Regions from separate parts of the Sus scrofa genome. Here region 2 is linked to region 1. A link is a contact called in public HiChIP or PLAC-seq data. All regions are on one chromosome and are shown on one strand. The core of a region is the stretch at or near the end of the contact, and the rest is flanking DNA. Distances in the headings are between cores, read along the strand shown.

What was found. HiChIP or PLAC-seq counts read pairs in DNA pulled down with a chosen protein or histone mark.
Region 2: a contact with region 1 is called in an H3K27ac HiChIP or PLAC-seq map of alveolar macrophages. The contact joins two enhancer-like sites. A contact is called at or near these places in 2 of 2 datasets of contacts at active chromatin or transcription factors (alveolar macrophages and skeletal muscle).

What each region holds. Positions count from the first base shown.
Region 1 is chr9:39,394,062-39,401,423 of Sscrofa11.1, reverse strand. All of the region lies in intron 3 of SIK2 (serine/threonine-protein kinase SIK2), which reads right to left. Among named protein-coding and RNA genes, the nearest start is that of SIK2, 29 kb to the right of the region's middle. Within about 2 kb of position 4,678, at least 9 of the 83 cell types and tissues checked have an H3K27ac peak or open chromatin away from gene starts, as enhancers often do. A contact at or near this core is called in alveolar macrophages, where this site is marked.
Region 2 is chr9:39,540,958-39,548,319 of Sscrofa11.1, reverse strand. All of the region lies in intron 15 of ALG9 (ALG9, alpha-1,2-mannosyltransferase), which reads left to right. Among named protein-coding and RNA genes, the nearest start is that of PPP2R1B, 27 kb to the right of the region's middle. Within about 2 kb of position 3,174, at least 1 of the 83 cell types and tissues checked has an H3K27ac peak or open chromatin away from gene starts, as enhancers often do. A contact at or near this core is called in alveolar macrophages, where this site is marked.

The DNA.
Region 1 (7,362 bases), core at 3,429-5,928:
AAAAGAACTTATTAGAGAACTTGGCAACAAAAAATTCTGTTGAAATACAAATCTCAATTGACTTGAGAAGCCTGAAGCATCAGAAGGGGAAATACCTTAAATCAATATAATAGACCTAGAAGAGTTCCCCCAAACCCAGGAACTGATGGCACAAGGAACTCTGAAAGTTGGTGTGAAGCTAAAATAAGGCTGATCAGTTGAAGCTGTTTTAAGAAGCAATTCAATCCCCAAATCTCATCTCTTATTCTGTGTAACTGGGTGTGTGCCCTGACTTCTACTCCAGCAGCAATCTGGAGGTTTAGTCTTTTGAGAACCTAAAACAGAGGGTTCCTAAACTTAAGGACCCCAGACAAAGCTGAAGACAGGTACCTCACACTGAAAACAGGAGGATTAAATAACATATGCACCCTGGACAAGCCTCAGCCTCCCTTCTGGGTAGAAAACTAGAAGAATCTTCTCATGGGACTTTATCAACTCAAGAATGAAGATACAAACATTAGGTATCTCCAGTAAAAGAACCCAGTCAGATCACTCCTAGAATAAAACTCCTAGCTGGCACATCCCATCCACGGGCTTAGTTTCCAGTCATCTTCTTAGTTTCCCATTCTTGCCAGGAATTGACAACCAAATATAGTAAGCATCTAAAAAAGTCTCCTAACATAAAATATATAGACCAAAACAATACACACCAACAGAAAAATATCAACTTGGAAGAAGAAAAGAGAAAAAAAACAGCAAAATTACTATTGTTCTCGGAAAGCTAAGACGTAAAATCATCAAATAGGAAATGGGTGTTCTTTTAAAAGGGACAATCAGAGTAAGAAATAAACTTGTAGATACCAAAATTATGATAGTGGAGTGAGACAAGATAGTAGAGCAGATGGACTTGAGCTCACTTTCTCTCTTGAAAACACCAAAATCACAACTAACTGCTGAAAACCATCAACAAAAAAAAAACCCCACTAGAATCTACCAAAAAAGATATTCTACACACAAAGACGAAGTCACAAGACAGCAGAAGGAGTCCTTTCATGCATGATATAATTAGATCTCATTCCCATTGGGTAAACAACCCACAAACTGGAAAATTATTGCAGAGGTTCTCCCACAGTAGAGTTCTGAGCCCCATGTCAGGCTCCCCATTCTCAGGGTCGGCATCAGGAGGAGGAACCCCAGTAGCACTTAGCTTTGCAGACTAGAAGAACTCGAGTGCAGGAGCTCCACAGGACTGTGGGAAACAGAGACTTTACTCCTGGAGGGTGAATACAGGGTTTCATGTGCACTGGGACCCAGGGCAAAGCGGTGACTCCATAGGAACCTGGGCCAGACTTACCTGAAGGTCTTGGAGGGTCTTCTGAGGGGGATGGGGGTGGCTGTGGCTCATTCTGGGGGTAAGGACATTGGTGGTGGAGATCTCAGGGAATATTCATCTCCTGGAGGTGTTGTTTTGGCACCTAATGTCCCCCCCAAGAGCCTGCAGGCTCCAGTGCTGGGATGCCTGAGGCTAAATGACTAAAAGGGTGAGAACACAGACCCACTCATCAGCAGACAGGCTGCCTAAAGTTATCCTGAGCCCAGAGCCACCTATAAGCACACCCCTTGACACAGCCCTGTCCACCAAAGGGACAAGACCCAGGCATACCCACCAGTGGGCAGGCACTAGTCCTTGCCACTAGGAAGCCTCACAAGTCCCTAGACCAACCTCATGGACCAGGGGGCAGACACCAGAAGCAAGAGGAACTATGATCCTGCAGCTTGCAGAACAGAAACCACAAACAGAAAGTTAGACAAAATGAGATGGCAGAGAAATGTGTTTCAGAAGAAGGAATAAGATAAAACCCCAGAAGAACAACTAAATGAAGTGGATATAGGCAATCTACCTGAGGGGGAAAAATATCAGACTAATGGTAGTAAAGATGATCCAGGACCTCAGAAAAAGAATAGAGGCACAGACTAAGATGATATGTGAAGTGATTAATGAAGAACAAACAAACAGAGATGAGCAATACAATAACTGAAATGAAAAATAAATTAGAAGGAATCAATAAGAGAACAAATGAGGCAGAAGAATGAATACATGAGCTGGAAGACAGACTGGTGGAAATCACTGCCCAGGAACAGAATAAAGAAAAAAGAATTAAAAATACAGCCAAAGAAGAGTTGGAAGAAAATGTTTAGAAAATCCCCCAGAAAGCAGAGTAAGAAGACAAAAACATGAAAAATAGGAGAATAAAAAAGAAACAAAAATTAGAGAGCCAGTCCAGGAGGGTCAAAAAAAAAAATTAGGGAAGGAAACCATCAACTAAGTAATTAAGTCAACTTCCTAGAACCAAAGTTCCAGATTAAGAGGGCCCACCAATAGTCCAGCACCACAAAGCAAAACAGATCTATACACAGGGACGAGGCATATCACTGTGAAATTTTAGAACACTTGGGACAAACAGAAGCTCTTATAAGCTTACAGACCAAAAAAAAAAAAAAAAAAAATTCTCAACTAAGTATCAGAATTGCATCATTATAAGCTCTTCAAGAGCAATCCTGGAGGAGCTTCCACTGTGGTGCAGTGAGTTAAAAACATGACTACAAGGGCTTGGGTTGCTATGGAAGTGTGGGTTTGATTCCTGGCCCGGTGCAGGAGGTTAAAGGATCTGGAGTTTGCGGCAGCTATGGTGTAGGTTGTGGCTGTGGCTTGCGTTCAATCTCTGGCCTAGAAACTTCCATGTGCCAGGGGTGCAGCCATAGGGGGAGGGGGGAAGCAATCCTGGAAACTAGAAGGCAATGGAGCAATGTCCTCATTACTCTGAAGAGAAAGTACTTCCAACTTAAAATTCTATTCTAAGACATGATTAAATATTATGGATGACATGCAAGAGCTCAAGGCATGTAAGATTTCAAAAAATTTACTTTTATATATCCTTTCAGGTTTCTGCTCAAGTAGGTATCAGAGAGGCTTTTTTCCATCACCTTTTACAAAAGAACAAATCTTCATCCTCATCCTGGTTGTCCTATTCTCCTTACCTTCTCTGAAACATTGACACAGTACCTTTTCTTTTCATCCTCCCAATCTGAAACACCCTCACTAAAATATAAATCTCCAGAGGGTAAGGACCATATGTTCACTGATGTGTTCTGAACACCTAGAACCATGTCTGATATATGAGAGACCCTCTCTGACACAAAACAACAACAACAACAACTAATTTTACAAAAGCAAACAATGGAGAGAAAGCACAATCAGACTGAATATTCATGTATGAGGATAAAATGCAGGCATTTTCAGAAATACAAGGTCTCAGTGGTCTCTTTCAGAGACTCCTTTCTTTCCTAACAAATTGAAAGTTTGTGGCAACCCTGTGTGGAGCAAATCAGCATGATTCTTATTTGCTCAGTTTGTGTCTCTGTGTCACATTTTGGTAATTTTTTTTTTTTTTTTTTTTGCTTTTTTAGGGCCACACCCACTGCATATGGAAGTTCCTAGGCTAGGGGTTGAATCGGACCTACAGCTGCCAGCCTATGCCACAGCTATAGCAACGCCAGATCCAAGCTGTGTCTGCGACCTACAACCACAGCTCACGGCAACGCCAGATCCTTATCCCACTGAGTGAGGCCAGGGATTGAACCTGCAACCTCATGGTTCCTAGTCGGATTCGTTTCCACTGCGCTACGACAGGAACTCCCCAGAGACTCCTTTCTGAAAGCAAAAGGAATATTCTCCAAAAGGGGAAGAAAAGATCATTCCCTATGATCTTTTGGACTATGGTTTCCCCACTTATCCTAAGTACGAAATCTATGCCTCTTTCCACCTTAATTAGCAGATAAAATCTACCTCTGGTTCTCCCCTTTCACAAACAAAGAAATAGCTTTCTCTGAATTAATTCAATCTTACTGAAATTCTTTAATATAATGATTCACTTAATAGAAATTCATACTGAAAGAAACAGAAAACACAGGCTGCCAAACGCCTCACATTAGCAGAATTCGGCTGAGTATGGTTATGGCCAAGATCAAAGTAGCTGATGCTTCTCTCCCCCTTCGTTGTAGCTGAGCTGTGGCTGAAGCTGCCAGACATGGGAGAAGCTCACTGCTCACAGCACAGAATGTCAGCTTTGAACCATAACTAAAGGCAAGCTGCCAATAATCAGTGGGAGATAGCTGAAATTCATATAGAAGTTAACAGGAAAACTGGACTGCTTTTCAGAAACTTGTCTATTCCATGAAGGCCTGTTATGCTTATATTTCCAAACATATGAAGCTTAAAAACTATTTAATCATCTCTGACAAATCCAATTCATTCATCAAATGTTCAGAAAACGTTGTTCCCTAAGATTTACAGACATCAGCTTTTTAGACCTAAAAAACTGACTGTGAACTCTTCTACTGCAGTGGTCAAGTTTCTTTTTTTTCCTTTTCAGTCCTGGGCATGAGTCATGGCGTCAAGCACACAGTACTTCATAAACTCACACAATCTCCTCATTTCTAGAAGACTGAGGTTTAGAAATGTTACATGGCTTGCCCCACAATGCTTATATTAACAAAGTCAGATCTAGGACTAGCCCACAGACCTCTCTCTGGACTTTCCTTTTAAGGTCTGACCAAATTTAAATGAAGGTAAGGGGAGATCAACGGCAATTTTTGGAATCATGAATCATGCTGGCTCTGTCATGCAGTTAGCAGTCCCTAAAAGTTAACTTACTAACTTGTAAGTAAAAGATTACTTACAAGTAATCCAATTAAATCTGACCTCTTCAAAGGTAACCATGTTACACACATCTAATAAAAATTCTAAAGGAAATACCCTAAACTTTATATCCAAGGACCCAGGCTAATTTTAACTGTGTGAACTCACACGTGCTTACACACCAATTCAGTATCTTTCTACACTGACATCTACCATCTACCATGTAAAAGCCACCGTGTGCCTATACATCTGCATAATGGATTACGTTCAGTTAATTAAGCTCATGAAACATGTGACAGGGATGTGACTGGCAAGGTAGACAGGGGTTTCATATGCTATCAGTTCTATACCAACTTTTTTTGTTGTTGTTGTTGTTGTTGTCATTTTTGCTATTTCTTGGGCCGCTCCCGCGGCATATGGAGATTCCCAGGCTAGGGGTCGAATCGGAGCTGTAGCTGCCAGCCTACGCCAGAGCCACAGCAACGCGGGATCCGAGCCACGTCTGCAATCTACACCACAGCTCACGGCAACGCCGGATCGTTAACCCACTGAGCAAGGGCAGGGACCGAACCCGCAACCTCATGGTTCCTAGTCGGATTCGTTAACCACTGCACCACGACGGGAACTCCTATACCAACTTTTATATTGAAGGCAGTGGGGAACGACAGAAATCTTTCATGCAGAAAACTGACAAGGATGAGATCTGCATTTCAGAAAGATCATTTTGGCGGCAACATGGAAGATGGGTTAGAAGAGGGACAAATCTGTAGGCAAAGAGGCCTTAGGCAGCTGAATTAATTAAAGTGAGAAGTGATGAAGGTCAAATGCAAGGCACTGATGGAAGAAGTTGGAGAAGTGAGAATGGATTTAAGCACTCCTACATCTGGGACCCTGGTTAATAATTTTAAAACCCAAAGAATTAAAACTTAAATGAAGTCATACTGGTGCTATAAAGTGAGTAGAGCCTTCAAAGCTTACTTAAACTCATACTAAAAGGCAAATGAACACCTTCCTAACTTTACATTTATGCTGTTAAGATAGTAACCAAAGGTCACAAAAACTGTCACTTAGGTTCTCTGAGTAACCAGGTGTCTAAAGGTATTTTGGCTAAAACAAAGCTCTATTTCAAGCACCAGAGCCAGCATCCTAATATGTTACCACTGAAAGGGAAAGACAGGAAATGAATCAATAAACCTCAGGCACATGCTTGGCCTGAAAAGACACAGCATATCAAGGAGCAGAAATCTGAAAACAAAGGCCCTGGGTAATTTAATTACTAGGCCGGAATCTGCTGACTACCGGTTTAATTGTTTGAACAGTGCCTAAACTGTCTGAAAAGGTGACCACCCTAAGATTTTGTACCATTTTCTGCGTGTGACCACATGGATGAACATGAGAAATAGTTCTGAAGAATGTAGGAATCTTGAATAACTTTCATTAATCACACCTATGATGCCACAGGAAAATTTTAAAGAGTCAAAACCTCACATTTATAAATAACTCAAGGCTCTTTTGAGCAAATTCATTTGCCATTACACACTCCATGCTTCCAGATCAAGAAAATAAGATCCTTCAGAGATGAGCACAAATTGCTACGTTAGAATTGGAAAACAAAAATTACTCAGATTAAATTTATACACTCTTATTTCTCGTCATACTTCAAAAAGTGTAATTTGCAGGAGTTGGAAGAAAGTGTAACTGTAGGATGGCAACCATCAGTAAGGACTTAAAAACTGCTCAGTCCTCTAGAGGAAGCTAATTTTCTCCTTTGATTCAGTCAGTATTTCCTCATTCATGTTTATCTCCTGAAGAGTAATCCAACAGAAAACTCCTTTCAAAAACAGAACAAAGAAGTACCTTCAGACTATTTAACCTGGCAGTGTTTTCCTTTTGGCTTCATTGGATAAGTAAGGTGTATAGACCAAAGTAGACTATTACCCCATTTGCTCAACGGGTGTTTATAAAATGCTGTGTATTGTGTTAAGTCCTCCACAGAAGCTTACAATCTCGTAGAGATAAAAAGATACACATGAAGACCTTAAACAACAATGAAAGACAGTATGTAGACAAATACTAAAGTGAGTTGTACAGGAGAGGGAACTAAATGCTCCCCAAAGAGGAAATCAATGTGGATAGAGTTCATTGAGAAAGCCTTTATGGAAGAGATAGAACTTCAGCTACATCTTTAGAAAGGCAAAACTTGAACACGTAGAGAGCAAAGGGTGTTCTATTCCAGATCAACATGAGCACTGATTTGGAATCAGAAACTCAAATGTCCTCTTTTGAGAATCAAAATGATGACCAGCCCAGTTACGGGTTTGGTGGTCATCAGATTTGGTAAGAAGTCCAGTTTCCAAAGTACTAGGCCAAAGACAGGGGCTCAAGTGCTTCCTACTTCCAATAAGATGAGGAGGGAATATGCAACCACAGCTCTAGCAGAGAGAGGATAGTTACATACACCATAGTGGGCAAAACCCATTACATGCTTTGCCTGTTTCTAGTTGTAATGATAATTTAATCAATTATGAACAAATCAATTATGTCCTTTAAGATTCAATTAACTGACATGCTTAAGGGGATGAGGGGAGGGCAGAGATTTCTTCAGGCAGAAGAAACAGCAAGTGCGAAGTCACTGTGGCAGAAGAGCCTTGTTAAGTTCAAAGAACTTTAAGAAGGCATGTGAC
Region 2 (7,362 bases), core at 1,925-4,424, 150 kb before region 1:
CCACTCTTTCCTCCTTTATTATAGGTCCCTTTTATTTCACTTGCTTTGCTGTCACCTTTGGTTTTTGGACTTGGATTTCATTCTTCCCCATTTTGGAGCATATTAACCTCACCTAACTGAATTTTAGGGTTGCCTGATTAGGGGCTTGTGGAAAGATTTAACTAGGGCAGGATTTCAAAGCCTGAAGATTTATAATTACAGGTAGATGCCACTAAAGAGTAGAGCTTAACATCTTCCGCTGCTGTGGTAGGAGAGGGGCCTTTTCTAGTCAGAGGACCTACAGCCACAAGGCAGGGGCTGTGCTGATATAGCATCTGTTGCTTGTGTTCTTTCAGTGCCCAGCACAGGATTCTCGTGGTCACTGAGCATTACCTGCAGTAGAGAGTTTTTTGTAAGACCCTTAGTCTCCTTTAGCATTCAAGAAGAAATGAATCCAGCAGCTGTGAGGCCCAAAGAGTCCATGGCAGACATCGTATTCCCGGCCCCTAACCTCAGCATAAGCAAGAACTATTTATTTCTTAAAGGTGAGAAGACCAATCAGAAGTTGAAGAGAAGACCAGTGAAGCGCAAATTGGTTGGAAGATCTTGTTCCCGTCATTGCTGTGTAATAGATCACCCCAGACTTTATGGTATAAAAGGACAATGGCTGTTCGTTATTGTTTTCTCTCCTGGTTCTCTGGACTGATGGGGCCCAGCTAGGCAGTTCTTCACTTACTAGGGTTCTCTTGCATTGACCATCAGATGGTAGCTGGAACTAGAGGCATCTCAAAGGGTTTCCCACATGTCTAGTGATTGATGTTGGCTGTTGGTTGGCTCTTAGCTGTGGCTCTCAGAACACATCCTTGTGGCTTCTCCATGTGGCCTGTGTGTCCTCACGCATGGCGCCTGGCTTCAGGATCTCAGGAGCTAGATAGATAGCTTTTTATGACCTAGCCTTGGCATTCACACAGTGTCTTTCCCACCTCATTCTGTTCACTGGAAGGCAGCCACTTGAATAGTCCATGTTCAAGGAGAGAGGAATTAGATTTCCTCTGTTATTGGGAGGAGTGTCAAAGAATTTATGGATATGTTTTAAAAACATCACAGCTCTTTTGATGCTATTCTTCATCCAAATTAGATAATTTTTGAACTGTTCCTCCCTTCTTTCCTCCTTTCTTCCTTTTTTCTTTCCTAATGGCTGCCTCAGCAGCATATGGAAGTTCTTGGGTCAGGGATTGAATCCAAGCTGCAGCTGTGACCTATGCCACAGCTGTGGATCCTTTAATCCACTGTGCCAGGTGGTGGATAGAACCCGTGCCTCTGCAGCAACTCGAGCTGCTGTAGTCAGATGTTTAACCCACTGAACCACAGTGGGAACTCCTGAAATTTCCTTTTTAAAAAGAGATTTCTTCTAGAAGATACATACGGCACTCAAAATAGTACAATAGGCTGTTTCCATCTGCAGCTTCTTGCTACCCAGGTGGAAAGGGAGACTTCACTCCATGGCACAGTTTGGTTTGACCTGCTTCGGATGGGGTTCAGATCCTTTGGGTGGAGTGAGTTCTCCCTCCTCCTGTAATTGAAGCTCTTTTCCCTACGAGTCAGTCCCAGTGGTGCCCCTTTAGCCCCTTCATGTTTGACAGAACACTGGGAAACTCTAAGGAAGAAGTGACGAGAGTTTCTGTGCTTTTGTGATTCTTTATCAGCTCATTCTCTTAAACTCTGTTTCTTTACCAGTTTTTGGCCTTTCCTTTTTTTCTTCTCTCTAGATGCTTTCCTAAGACCCTTCATCTGGCAGTGCTACTACCTCAGGCTAGATTTGGCTTCCAAATGCATTGGTGTTTTGCTCGTTGTATTCTTCGACTGCTTAATCATTATCTGCTGACATTTTAAGAAAAATAAACCTTTTTTGTTTTTCTAAGCTCAGAGAGTCTACTTTCCACTGTTGTGGGATTAGTTCTCCAGAAAGAGGGTGTCTGTGCTTCAAGTCCGTGGAATAGAGCTTCTCAGGTGTGAAGAGTGCAGACATGGTGCATTTTAGAACGGCCACTGCTTTGAGCTCACTTAGATCAGGCAGCTGGCATCATCAGAGGTGTTTGCTCTTGAGAGTCAAAACAACATCTCCTGTTAAATCTCATAACTCCTAGCACATATTAGGATCTTGGAAAATACTGATCAATTATTTGATGTAGTTCACATTCTTAAAACTGTATTTATGCCAGAGGGGGAAAAAAAAGTGGAAAAAGAATTTCTTTAGCAGCCTCTCATGCCCTTATTCGGTAGAATAAAGATTGTTGAGTAGGTGACTGGCTTCAGTGTCCTACCTCCTGGAAGGCTCCTTCTTGGAGCCCCAGGTACCAACCCTAAGGAAACCAAAGGCCACGTGTAGAGAGGAGGCCCCGTGAAGGAGGCTGAAGGCCTGAAGCGCTGGCTGGGTGCACAGTGCATGGCGGCAGGAACCCCCACACAAAGCCACAGAGTTGAGAGAAATAATCGATTGTTTTTTTAAGCTAAAAAAGGAAGGATTATTGAGTTATTTTAAAGTATACTCATCCATTATTTCCTCTCGGAAGCTCACCAGAGTCACCTCAAGTGCTACTGTTTGTCACAGTGAAGGAGCTCAAATCAGGGTCCAGAGAGTAGGGACAAACACCTTGAACACTGCTCCATGTCTTCTCCACAGGAATGGTGGATGGAGCAGGTAGTACCTTCACATCTGAGTGGCTGTCGGATAGTGGAAAAAGGCTGGTTAAGAGTGTTTCTTTGGCAACTTTGGTAGGACTGGAGGTCGGAAAATGACTGCTTGCGGAGTTCCCGTCGTGGCGCAGTGGTTAACGAATCCGGCTAGGAACCATGGGGTTGCGGGTTCGGTCCCTGCCCTTGCTCAGTGGGTTAACGATCCGGTGTTGCCGTGAGCTGTGGTGTAGGTTGCAGACGTGGCTCGGATCCCACGTTGCTGTGGCTCTGGCGTAGGCTGGTGACTACAGCTCCGATTCGACCCTCAGCCTGGGAACCTGCATATGCCGCGGGAGCGGCCTAAGAAATAACAAAAAGACAAAAAAAAAAAAAAAAAGAAAATGACTGCTTGCTTAATACCAGTTCTTTTTCAATTCCCTCATTCTGAATATCAGTGAAAGGTGACTGGTCAAGAGGTTATGATGTTATGTCAGATGATTGGCCAAGGCCACAAACCAGCAAAATGATTCACTGTCTACACCAGTCTCGAAGTGACATGATTCCAACTTGTGCCTCAGCAAACTTCCAAATCATTATACGGTATGGATCTTTGGAGGCTGCAACCCAAGAGTCAAAGCTATGAATGTATTCATTGACTGTTCAGGGTCTGCGGATGTGCCCACTGAAAACTGTCATTCTGGTCACATGGGCGATGATAATGCAGCAAATTTTGTGTGAACTGAAACCTGGGGCCGGGGGTTACTTGACCTTTTGTATTAATATTCTCTTTGTGAGGTAAGATATGGAGGGTGCAAGTAGTTCTGTGTTGCTGGCACAGAGGGTGAGGCTGAAGAGGTAAAAACGAGACAGGAGGGGAAGTAGGAGCCAGAAGATGCTATAAAACATGGTAAGGGGTGTGAGAGTAATCTGATCGGCCTGTGGTGTTTAAGGGACTCTCTGAAGCCCTGGTCAGACTGAAAACTGTAGGTCTTCCGAGATGCTTTACATGGCCGGCACGATGCGTTAGAATGGCTTTGAATGCTTTTCTCTAATTTGTTACCGTCTTCAACATTCTCTGTGGTCTTGTCTCTTGTCCTTCCTCTTCCTGCTCCTTCAGTCCTTGTGAGTTTCCCTGGCTTCTGACTCTTACTGACATTTGTATCCTACAGGTGTTTCTCATCTAGTTTTTCCCAACTTGTGTTCTTAAACTCACGGTATGTGAAGCCTTCCTCCCCCTCTAAAAAAAAGATGAAAACTTTTTGGGTAAAAAAAAAATTCTCTTTGCAGATGTGGACACCCTCCGAGTCTCGCTAGTGCTCAACACCCCATGGGCCGCCGCAGCCTCCCCCTACGCGCGTACATACACATCATGCTTTGCTCTGCCCCACCTGATGGCTTTAGGACTGAATTTTGGGAGCAGAGAAGAGAAAGAAGAGCTTCCTATTAGTATTACTTTTTTCTTTTTACGGCTGCAGCTTGCAGCAATGCCGGGTCCTTAGTCCACTGAGTGAGGCCAGGGATTGTACCCACATCCTCGCGGAGACTACGTGGGGTTTTTAACCTGCTGAGCCACAGTGGGAACTCCCTTGGTATTTCCTTTTCCTTGTGGAAAGTGAATATTGCCAGAGCAAGGGAGGTAACCTGAGTGCTCTAAGAGTCAGGACAGATCCTTCCTTCACTGACAGGGTGTTTGTTGAGCTCTTTCTGTGGCACTGTTCCGAAAGCTGGAGCATAGCAGTTAGACAGAAAGTTCTGTCTTCAAGCGACTGACATTCTAGTGAAGATTAACGTGCAGCATCTAATTCCTGTGTCTGTTTGTTTTGGAAAAGAGATAAGTGTCATCTCTGTCTTCCTGACCATTAGAGTAACGTCTCTTGCCCTGTTTCCTATGAAAGATTATTAAAGACAAGTCACATTTTTGCTGCATGTCAGCTTTTTGAGCAGTTCTTAAATTGCTTGATATTGGGAGTTCCCGTCGTGGCACAGTGGTTAACGAATCCGACTAGGAACCATGAGGTTGCGGGTTCGGTCCCTGCCCTTGCTCAGTGGGTTAACGATCCGGCGTTGCCGTGAGCTGTGGTGTAGGTTGCAGACGTGGCTCGGATCCCGCGTTGCTGTGGCTCTGGCGTAGGCCGGTGGCTACAGCTCCGATTCGACCCCTAGCCTGGGAACCTCCATATGCCGCGGGAGCGGCCCAAGAAATAGCAACAACAACAACAACAAAAGACAAAAAAAAAAAAAAAAAAAAAAAAAAAAAAAAAAAAAAGAGAGAGAACTGGCCAATGGAGCTTAGACCTGTGGTTCGGACGTAATGCAACGATAGATGGATAGTAATGTTTGGATGGATAGATGGATGGCTGGATGTGGATAGATAGATAGATAGATAGATAGAAAGAAGAGAAAACTGGAGTGCTAGGGTGTTTTCTTTTTAAAATGAAAAAAATCTATTGAACTGGTGACATCAAGACTGGTGGCCAGTCTTCCATTGACGTCAGCAAGAGCAGATTGAAACCTCCACAGTAGAGTGCCCAGAGCCCTGATAGATGGGACTGGTAATTGAATTAGAAAACATTCTGAGCCCTCATCTAATGATGCTCTTGAGGCAGTCCCTTTGTCCACGATTGTTTCATCCTTGAATTGCTTGAGTGACTTATTCACTAGCAGGGGAAGTATTTTGCGTCTCCCTAAATTATGCTGCCTGTACCTCCCCAAGGCAGTCCTTTGGCATTTCACATTATTTAATGTTATATGAGTTTCCATCGGCATTAGCTTTGTTCTGCTTTGTGATTCAGTCAGATCTTTGTGTGTATAATTTGTGCACACACATGATGTTCCAATGTCCAGCTGCTCTTTTCTTTCACAAAGGCAAATAACCATTTTGATTTCCCTTTTTCCAGCAACAATACAGTATAACAATTTGAAAGGCCCCAGTCTTGCTTAATTATTAAAGCTATTGATAGGAAAGAAAGTGATCTAGAATAGTAGCTACGGTGTTATAAATGAAAAAGTCAAGTTAGCTTGTTGTTGGTTTAAAAAAATTTACAGAATCTTCCCATCCCAGCTCAGAAGTGTATATGTTGACTGTTTATTCACTTCATCTTCTGGAAGAAATTAGCGGCTTTAAATGTTAAAGATAGATAATGCTGTTAATGGTCACAAGTAAAATCTGCAGGAGAAAAGGAGGATTTTTTTTCTAAGTTCTAAAGACTTTTTCAGTACCAAGCTCTGAGGATAAATTTTTCCTAACTTCTCCTTATATTAAGTTCCCACCTCTTAAATAGTTTTGTGTTCAGGCTTAACCAGAAATACCTTCTTGCATCATGAACACATTATCTAGAATTTGATGCTAAATTTTTTACGCTTTTACAGGAACTGAGGAAGCATGGGAGAATCCGAATGCTTCTTGGACCTCTTGATGTATCCTAGTCAGACACGTGTTTGTCCTTAGCAAGATGATTATTCCAAACCACAGATTCATTAGGACTTTGAATTCCTCATTGAGAGTAAGAAAGAACTTCTAATTTTGAGGAAGTGAAAGAAGGCTGGTGTGGTAAGAGTGTAGTGGGCAAGGAGGAAACTGGTACAAAGTGAGGAGTAAGAAGGCTAGATCTCCTTGGGCTTTGTAGGTCATGAGAAAGAGTGTGAATTTATTCAAGTCGCTTTCTGGTTGCTACCGCGTAGACAGAGCATTTAACCTGAAATGCCTATGGCTTTGGTTATGGAGGGGCAAGTTGCTTTTCTGGCTTAGTGTACCTTGGAATGTTGGACCGATAAAATGAAACAGTGTCTGGTCAATGCGTCTTCCAAACCTTTGCAACCTTCAGTGTTTGTCCACTCTTCCAAATTCGGATTATCACTTTGAATTTCTGTATCAATTGTTTAGTATTTAGTATATACTAAGTTATGGTTACGTGTCATTCATTTTCTATTTCCTCCAACTATAGATTATTATTAGCTCTTTGAGAACAGAGGCTTTTGTGTCTTCAGGGCCAGCACACAAAGCCCTACACAGAGTAAGCATGTGGGTTTTTTTGTTGTTGTTGTTTTAAGGATTTGAGATTTCCTTTATTCAAGACTTTGTCTACTCATTTCTTTTTGTATTTTTGCTATTTTCTTGGGCCGCTCCCGCGGCATATGGAGGTTCCCAGGCTAGGGGTCAATCAGAGCTGTAGCCACCGGCCTACGCCAGGCCACAGCAACGCAGGATCCGAGCCGCGTCTGCCACCTACACCACAGCTCATGGCAACGCCGATCGTTAACCCACTGAGCAAGGGCAGGGATCGAACCTGCAACCTCATGGTTCCTAGTCGGATTCTCTGAGCCACAACGGGAACTCCTAGACTTTGTCTACTCATTTCTAAAACTTTCTACAAGTAATACATTTCACCTACTTTTGTATATGTTTGAAGTTTTCTATTGTAACAAGTGGAAAACAAAGCGGGTTGTAAAAAAAAAAAAAAAGCAATATGGTACAAAGTGCAAAATAAAAATTCTCTGCTATATAACAGGGACTGCTTTTTTTTTTTTTTTTTTTTTTTTTTTTGGCCTCACCTGCAGCATCCAGAAATTCCCCAGGCCAGGAATCGAACCCGTGCCACAACAGCAATCCAAGCTGCTGCAGTGACAACACCAGATCCTTAACCTGCTGTATCACAAGGGAACTCTGGGATTGCATAATTTTTGTTTTAATTGATATTGCTAGGATTG